2 separate regions of the Macaca mulatta genome follow, and region 1 is linked to region 2. The links are chromatin contacts, called in public Hi-C maps. All regions are on one chromosome and are shown on one strand. The core of a region is the stretch at or near the end of the contact, and the rest is flanking DNA. Distances in the headings are between cores, read along the strand shown.

Region 1 (3,130 bases), core at 525-3,024, 73 kb before region 2:
TGCAATCCTCTGCTTCCTGGGTTCAAGTGATTCTCCTGCTGTAGCCTCCTGAGTAGCTAGGTTACAGGCATTTGCCACTACACCCAGCTGTTTTGTTTGTTTGTTTGTTTGTTTGTTTTTTGAGATGAGTCTCACTCAGTCGCCCAGGCTGGAGTGCAATGGGATGATCTCAGCTCACTGCAGCCTCCGCCTCCCGGGTTCCGGAGATTCTCCTGCCTCCCAGGTAGCTGGGATTACAGGAATGTGCCACCATGCCCGGCTAATTTTTGTATTTTTAGTAGAGAAGGGAGTTCACCATGTTGGCCAGGCTGGTCTCGAACTCCTGACCTCAGGTGATCCACCCGCCTCTGCTTCCCAAAGTGCTGGGATTGGGGGCATGAGCCACCACACCCAGCCTGAAGTTACTTTAGAAACAAATATATATGCCAGCTTGTAAAACTGGAGTGAGAAGAGCAGAATCATATTTCTCAATGAAAAAGAAACACATTTTACAATGAAGCACAGAAGAGGCTATGATAAGAATTACTGATGCCATCTTGCCTTTTTCTCCTTTGTTGGTGGGAAATTAGTAAATAAGCCAGGTTTGATGGCTAAAGAGTAATTTCTGGAATTTTTAAAAAGTTAAATCTTATTTAGCCATCAACCTGCCCCAGGTGTGGGAAATGGTATTGAATGTTGGGCTTTCCCATGTGTTTTAGTGATTATTTAAAGCTTGGGAGTGTGTTTTTCTTATTTTTCTGCAGGTGGTTATCACTAGGCTAAAACTGGACAAAGACCGCAAAAAGATCCTTGAACGGAAAGCCAAATCTCGCCAAGTAGGAAAGGAAAAGGGCAAATACAAGGAAGAAACAATTGAGAAGATGCAGGAATAAAGTAATCTTATATAAAAGCTTTGATTAAAACTTGAAGCAAAGAGCCTGTGTTTTGTGTGTGGTGATTTATGACACTCCCTAGTTTTCAGTGGACTGGTCTCTTACCTCTGATTTGTCAGTCAAAATTTTTCTGAAATTAGGACTGATACATATATTTTTTTATAGTGGGCAGCAGCATTTGAGGATATATCAGTAGCTGGAGGGGTCTCATTGAGAAGAAGGCCTATAAGAAAAGCTAGTTGGAAATACTTCCTCTTGAACCTGTTTTTTAACTTTCTTATTATAGATAGGTTGCTATATGGACAGCCTGTATTTTTTAACTTACTGTATATAAAAGTTTGTATTGCCATTGGATAGGAAGTCTTGCTTTCAATAGGATAAGAAGCTTCTGTGACTTCCTATAGCATCTAGATCACTTCAAGCTGTTTGTCTAGATTGAGAGATCTCAGGTTCAGGTTCTCTGAGGGACCCATGGGCCCCGTTTACCTTATTTTCTGCCCAAGTGCTGGGTGAGTGCCATCAGACCAAAACCTCACACATCCGAACTGAACCGCAGCTTCGTCAGGATGAAGTGAAAAGGTGTGAGGTGGCAGCGCTGTGTGTGTTCCTGCCGTTCCTCATTTTAAGGATCTAAACAGGATACCTGAAGCCAGTTTATTTTCCAGGCTGGAGACTTGGCAACAAAGTGGGAACGGGTAACGGGCCCGAGTTAAGTCACCGGCTTGGACGAGGTCGCAGCTGTCATTTGGGTGGACAGCGCCGCAGGGGGTCCGCAGTGCTGTCCCGGCCGGGCAAAGCCTGGAGTGAAGAGCGGTGGCTCCTCCGATCCGCGGCGCTTCGAGGGGGCGGGGCTTCCGGCTGGCGCTGACCGGCTTCCGGCGGAGCCGGCGGGAGGTGGGGCGGCGATGCTGCTGCTCGCCGTGGGTGGAGGGGATTCAGACGCAGCGTCTAGTGTATCCCTTTCTCTTTCCCGACCTTCCTCAGTCTGCGGCTCTTTTCTCCACCGCGCACCCGCCTCAGCCGTTCAGCCCTGAGCTGGCTGGCGGACGGGCGTGGATCCAGGCTGTGGGATCATTCTGCGAAGTCAGGGTAGGAAGGCAACACAAAGGAGGCGACGCCCCAGCCCGGTCCTCAGGAATAAGCGGGCGTGCCCGGTGGCGTGGACGGTGCGGGGACACTGTACTAAGTGCCTTATCTGCATTGTCATTGAATCTTCATAGCAATCGATTGTGATGGGTACTGGTCCTCTCCCCGGGTTGTAGATGAGGAAACTGAGGCTCCAGTAACTTTGCTTTAGTCAGTAAATGGTAAGAGTCAGAAAATGAGTTCCCAAGCGTAGACTCGGCCATACCGCTGCTCTGCCTTGCTAATGACAATCTACCTGTAAGCGACATTTTTGACTAAATGTCCTTTGAACACCTTTTGTGCTCAGCTCTGTATTCGTGGGCCCTCCAAAGGGGGTACAGGCAGGCAGAGGGCTCCGTCCCTACTTTTTAGGTTGCATACATCTGAACTGGTCGACTGCAGATGCAAATCAAGAGTGCGCCAGTGAGTGTGGTACAGGTGTTGAGATGAAGTCCAGATGGCAATCAGCTGAAGTTACTGAATACGTCGGGAAGGAGGCTGATTTCAGCTGGCTGGGATTGGGAAGATCGATGCGAGGACATTCCAAGTCGGAAACCGCCGAGGCAAAGACTCACAGGTGGGTGAAGGGAGTAAACATGGCTTTGGAAATATTTCCAGTTTTCTCTGACCAACTCGTTTATCACTTAGCCGTTTATCCCTTAGCCGTCAGCACAGATCACACCAGGAAGCTGATTGATTTACGATCACATTTGTTTCATGTTGCTTTGGAAAAGATACTGAAGCCTCAGGCAACATAATGAGACCCCGTCTCTACAAAAAAAAAGAAAGAAAGAAAGAAAAAAATTAGCCGGGCCTGGTGACGCATGCCTGTAGTCCCAGGTACTCAGGAGGCTGAGGTGGGAGGATGCCTTGACCCTGGGAGCCGTGATCATGCCACTGCACTCCAGCCTGGGTGACGAAGTGAGACCCCTCTCAAAAAAAAAAAAAAAAGATACTGAAAGCTTAGAAATCTGCAGGAGTGGGCAAGATGACTAGGTTAGTAGGTCCCGACGTCCTGGGCTCCATGCGACCCACAGGCCACAGGTTGGACAAACTTGATCCAAAGGAAGATGCTGCCTATTACAGCCAGTTATTGCCAGGCAGCAATGCCGCCAGTGCAGCCAGAACATTGC
Region 2 (3,430 bases), core at 123-2,622:
TCTCTCTTTTTTTTTTTTTTTTTTTTTAGACAGAGTCTCGCTCTGTCACCAGGTTGGAGTGCAGTGGCACGATCTCGGCTCACTGCAACCTCTGCCTCCTGGGTTCAAGAGATTCTCCTGTCTCAGCCTCCTGAGTAGCTGGGAATACAGGCATGAGCCACCATGCCCAGCTAATTTTTGTATTTTTCGTAGAGATGGGGTTTCACCAGGTTGGCCAGGATAGTCTTGATCTCTTGACCTCATAATCCGCACGCCTCGGCCTACCAAAGTGCTGAGATTCAATGCGTGAGCCACCGCGCCCAGCTTGTATCTCTTTTTTTTATATCTTCTTTTTTAGAAACAGGATTTCACCATTTTGCCCAAGTGGGTCTCGAACTCCTGGGCTCAAGCAATCCTCCTGCCTCAGCCACTCAAAGTGCTGGAATTACAGGTGAACCACCGCACCCAACATGAACTCAAGATTTAAAACAATGACGAAATCTCGGATGGGCGCGGTGGCTCACGCCTGTAATCCCAACGCTTTGGGAGGCCGAGGCGGGCGGATCATGAGGTCAGAAGATCGAGACCATCCTGGTCTAACACGTGGTCTCTACTAAAAATACAAAAAAATTAGCCGGGCGTGGTGGCAGGCGCCTGTAGTCCCAGCTACTAGGGAGCCTGAGGCAGGAGAATGGCGTGAACCTGGGAGGCGGAGCTTGCAGCGAGCTGAGATCGCGCCACTGAACTCCAGCCTGGGCGACAGAGCGAGACTCCGTTTCAAAGAAAAAGAAAAGAAAAAGCCTAAGGATTTAACCAAGTTCCTTTCTCCATCCTTCAGGCCTCCCACCCTCTGCGCCCGCGGCCAGCCGCGGGCACATCCAGCCCCGCCCGGGAGCTAGAACCTGCTGCACCACCCGGTGCAGCCTCGGGAGACTGGCCCCGCAGCACAGGTGTGTCCCTCTTCCTTGCTCAGGCCGGTCCGCGGCTTCCGGGCTCTCCGGGCGCCGGCACCAAGCATGGCGTGAACCTGAACTTAGGTGACCCCACCCGGTCACAACCGGGGTAGGAAGCTAAAGAAGGGAGCCGTCAGCCCACCCAAGGGGCGGTCCCAGCACCCCAGTAGGGAACTGCTGTGCTCGGCCTCTGTGTTCGATCGGGAACCCAGGTCTCTTTCCTGCCAATGACAAAACCTCCACGTCCCAGGCCTCCCTTCCGGAGCCGGAGTCAGCGGCTAAGCGCTGGTGGCGCCGGGAGAGTTAATTCCAACTGCCTCAGGCTGATTCCGGGGACCGGAGCGCCGAGAGCTCCTCCCATTGGCCGCGGAGCGGGCTCGGCGCTGATTGGCTGAGGGCCTCGGCGGCTCTCGAAGGCTCCCCATTGGCCCAGCGCTCCAGTGACAGGAGTGTGGCGGCCCGGCCTCCGCAGGGTACCCGGGGTTGAAGCTGCTGCGAGCTCCGAAGGCTGCCTGGGTCCTGACTTCTTTCTCGGATCCAGATCTCGTTGCTGGCTCGAGGAAATCACCGGCTTTTCTCCCGGATCCTTTTCTTCTCTAACCTGCTGGCTTTCTTTTTCCTGCCTGCCTGGCTTCCATCTCCCAACTCCGCGGTTCCCTCCTCTACTCCCCTGCCCCCGTCGCCCGCCATCCTGAGCCATCCCACCTGTCACCTTCTGTCTTTTGCCCCTCCTTGACCTCAGAGGGTTCTGCCATAAGCTTCTCCTAGACTTCTGTCTCTTCCCTGCTTGCCAGCTCCTGACTCCCAAATTCCAGCTGACTACTTCCATTTGACCACTTGACATTTGACCCTGACACCCTTGACTGCAAACCTAAATTCTTACCTTCTGCAGCCTGTACTGCTGAAACAGGCCTTCCCCTGTCTTCCAACCCCGCTTTCTGACACCCATTTTTACTTTCTTACTCTTGGGCCAGTCCCTGCTACAGTTACCCACCATGGACTTCTTGATGAGTGGCCTGGCAGCCTGTGGAGCCTGTGTATTCACCAATCCCCTGGAGGTGGTGAAGACCAGGATGCAGTTGCAGGGAGAACTGCAGGCCCCTGGCACATACCAGCGGCACTACCGAAATGTCTTCCATGCATTCATCACCATCGGCAAGGTGGATGGCCTGGCTGCCCTGCAGAAAGGCCTGGCCCCCGCCCTCTTATACCAGTTCCTGATGAATGGCATCCGACTGGGCACCTATGGACTGGCTGAGGCTGGGGGCTACCTGCACACAGCCGAAGGCACCCACAGTCCTGCCCGCAGCGCAGCGGCTGGGGCCATGGCTGGGATCATGGGAGCCTACTTGGGGAGCCCCATCTACATGGTAAGAAGAGGATTCTTGCCTGGGACCTTCAGGGCAGATCCTTGTTGTAGAATAGGAGCCTGGTCTTTCCTAAGGGCATAGGTGGCAGGGTGCTACCCCACTGCAAGCAGGGAAAGGCATCGCGAAAGAGCTGGTAGGCTTTGGAGTCTTCTGACCTGCCCTATACACACCCATCTGATGGACACGATTGAATGTATTGATTAAGATTATCGACTTTGGAGCCGATCACCGTGGCTCACGCCTGTAATCCCAGCACTTTGGGAAGCCAAGGCGGGCAGATCACAAGGTCAGAAGATCCAGACCGTCCTGGCTAACACGGTGAAACCCCGTCTCTACTAAAAAATACAAAAAATTAGCCAGACGTGGTGGCAGGCCCCTGTAGTCCCAGCTACTCAGGAGGTTGAGGCAGGAGAATTGTGTGAACCCGGGAGGCAGAGCTTGCAGTGAGCCAAGATCACGCCACTACACTCTAGCCTGGATGACAGAGCAAGACTCTGTCTCAAAAAAAAAAAAAAAAAAAAATTATGGGCTTTGGAATCAGCCTTTCTGGAACTAAAGTCCTGGCTTTGAAAATTACTAGTTGGTGAGCTTCAGTTGCCACATCTGTAAAAAGGTAATAATTGTAGTGGCCTTTGTGGATTATTGGGAGGATGGAGGGAGACAAATGCGGTAGACATGGAAGCATTAGTGCGAATCCTGGCAGAGAGTAAGCATTTGGTAGCATTGTTTTTATTATTATGTGTTGATATTGAGGTTGGACTTGTGAAGGGGAGGATAAGGAATTTAACATACGTCAGAGAGTGTAGGGATCAGGAAGATCCTGGGCATTACAGAATTAACAATCTCTGCCCCTTTGAGTTATCTGGCATAGGTGAAGGGTCAAGAGCCTGAGGCCCAGAGAGGGGAAGTGATCCACTCAAGGTCACACAGCTGTTTATTGCTAGGACTAGGCCCTGCTTAGTGCTCCTAAGAGCAAAAGAGACTGGGAAGTAGTACATCCTGTAGCAGAGGCAGTCTGGTCCCATTCTCACGGTTTGAGTTTCAGGGACAGTGGTCTCTCCAAAATCGACTAGATACTTTTATGGGGAGTGGGGGCTAGAGAGCAAGTTTTGCCTAGAGTCTGATGGG

What was found. Hi-C and Micro-C count contacts between places; a contact is called where the count stands out from the background.
Region 1: a contact with region 2 is called in a Hi-C map of fetal cortex germinal zone, with 1.9 times the contacts expected there. The contact joins the promoter of KRBA2 here to the promoter of SLC25A35 in region 2. A contact is called at or near these places in 3 of 14 Hi-C or Micro-C datasets (CD4 T cells, cortical neurons and fetal cortex germinal zone).

Annotation. Positions count from the first base shown.
Region 1 is chr16:9,871,723-9,874,852 of T2T-MMU8v2.0, reverse strand. KRBA2 (KRAB-A domain containing 2) reads left to right here and starts at 1,774. Exons shown (of 5, transcript XR_013406078.1): 1 at 1,774-2,574. It overlaps RPL26 (ribosomal protein L26), which reads left to right. Exons shown (of 4, transcript NM_001193566.1): 4 at 744-913. The coding sequence ends at 872. It overlaps LOC114673052 (a long non-coding RNA gene), which reads right to left. Exons shown (of 3, transcript XR_003723614.2): 1 at 1,359-3,130.
Region 2 is chr16:9,797,543-9,800,972 of T2T-MMU8v2.0, reverse strand. It overlaps SLC25A35 (solute carrier family 25 member 35), which reads left to right and starts at 1,372. Exons shown (of 7, transcript XR_003723612.2): 1 at 1,372-2,302.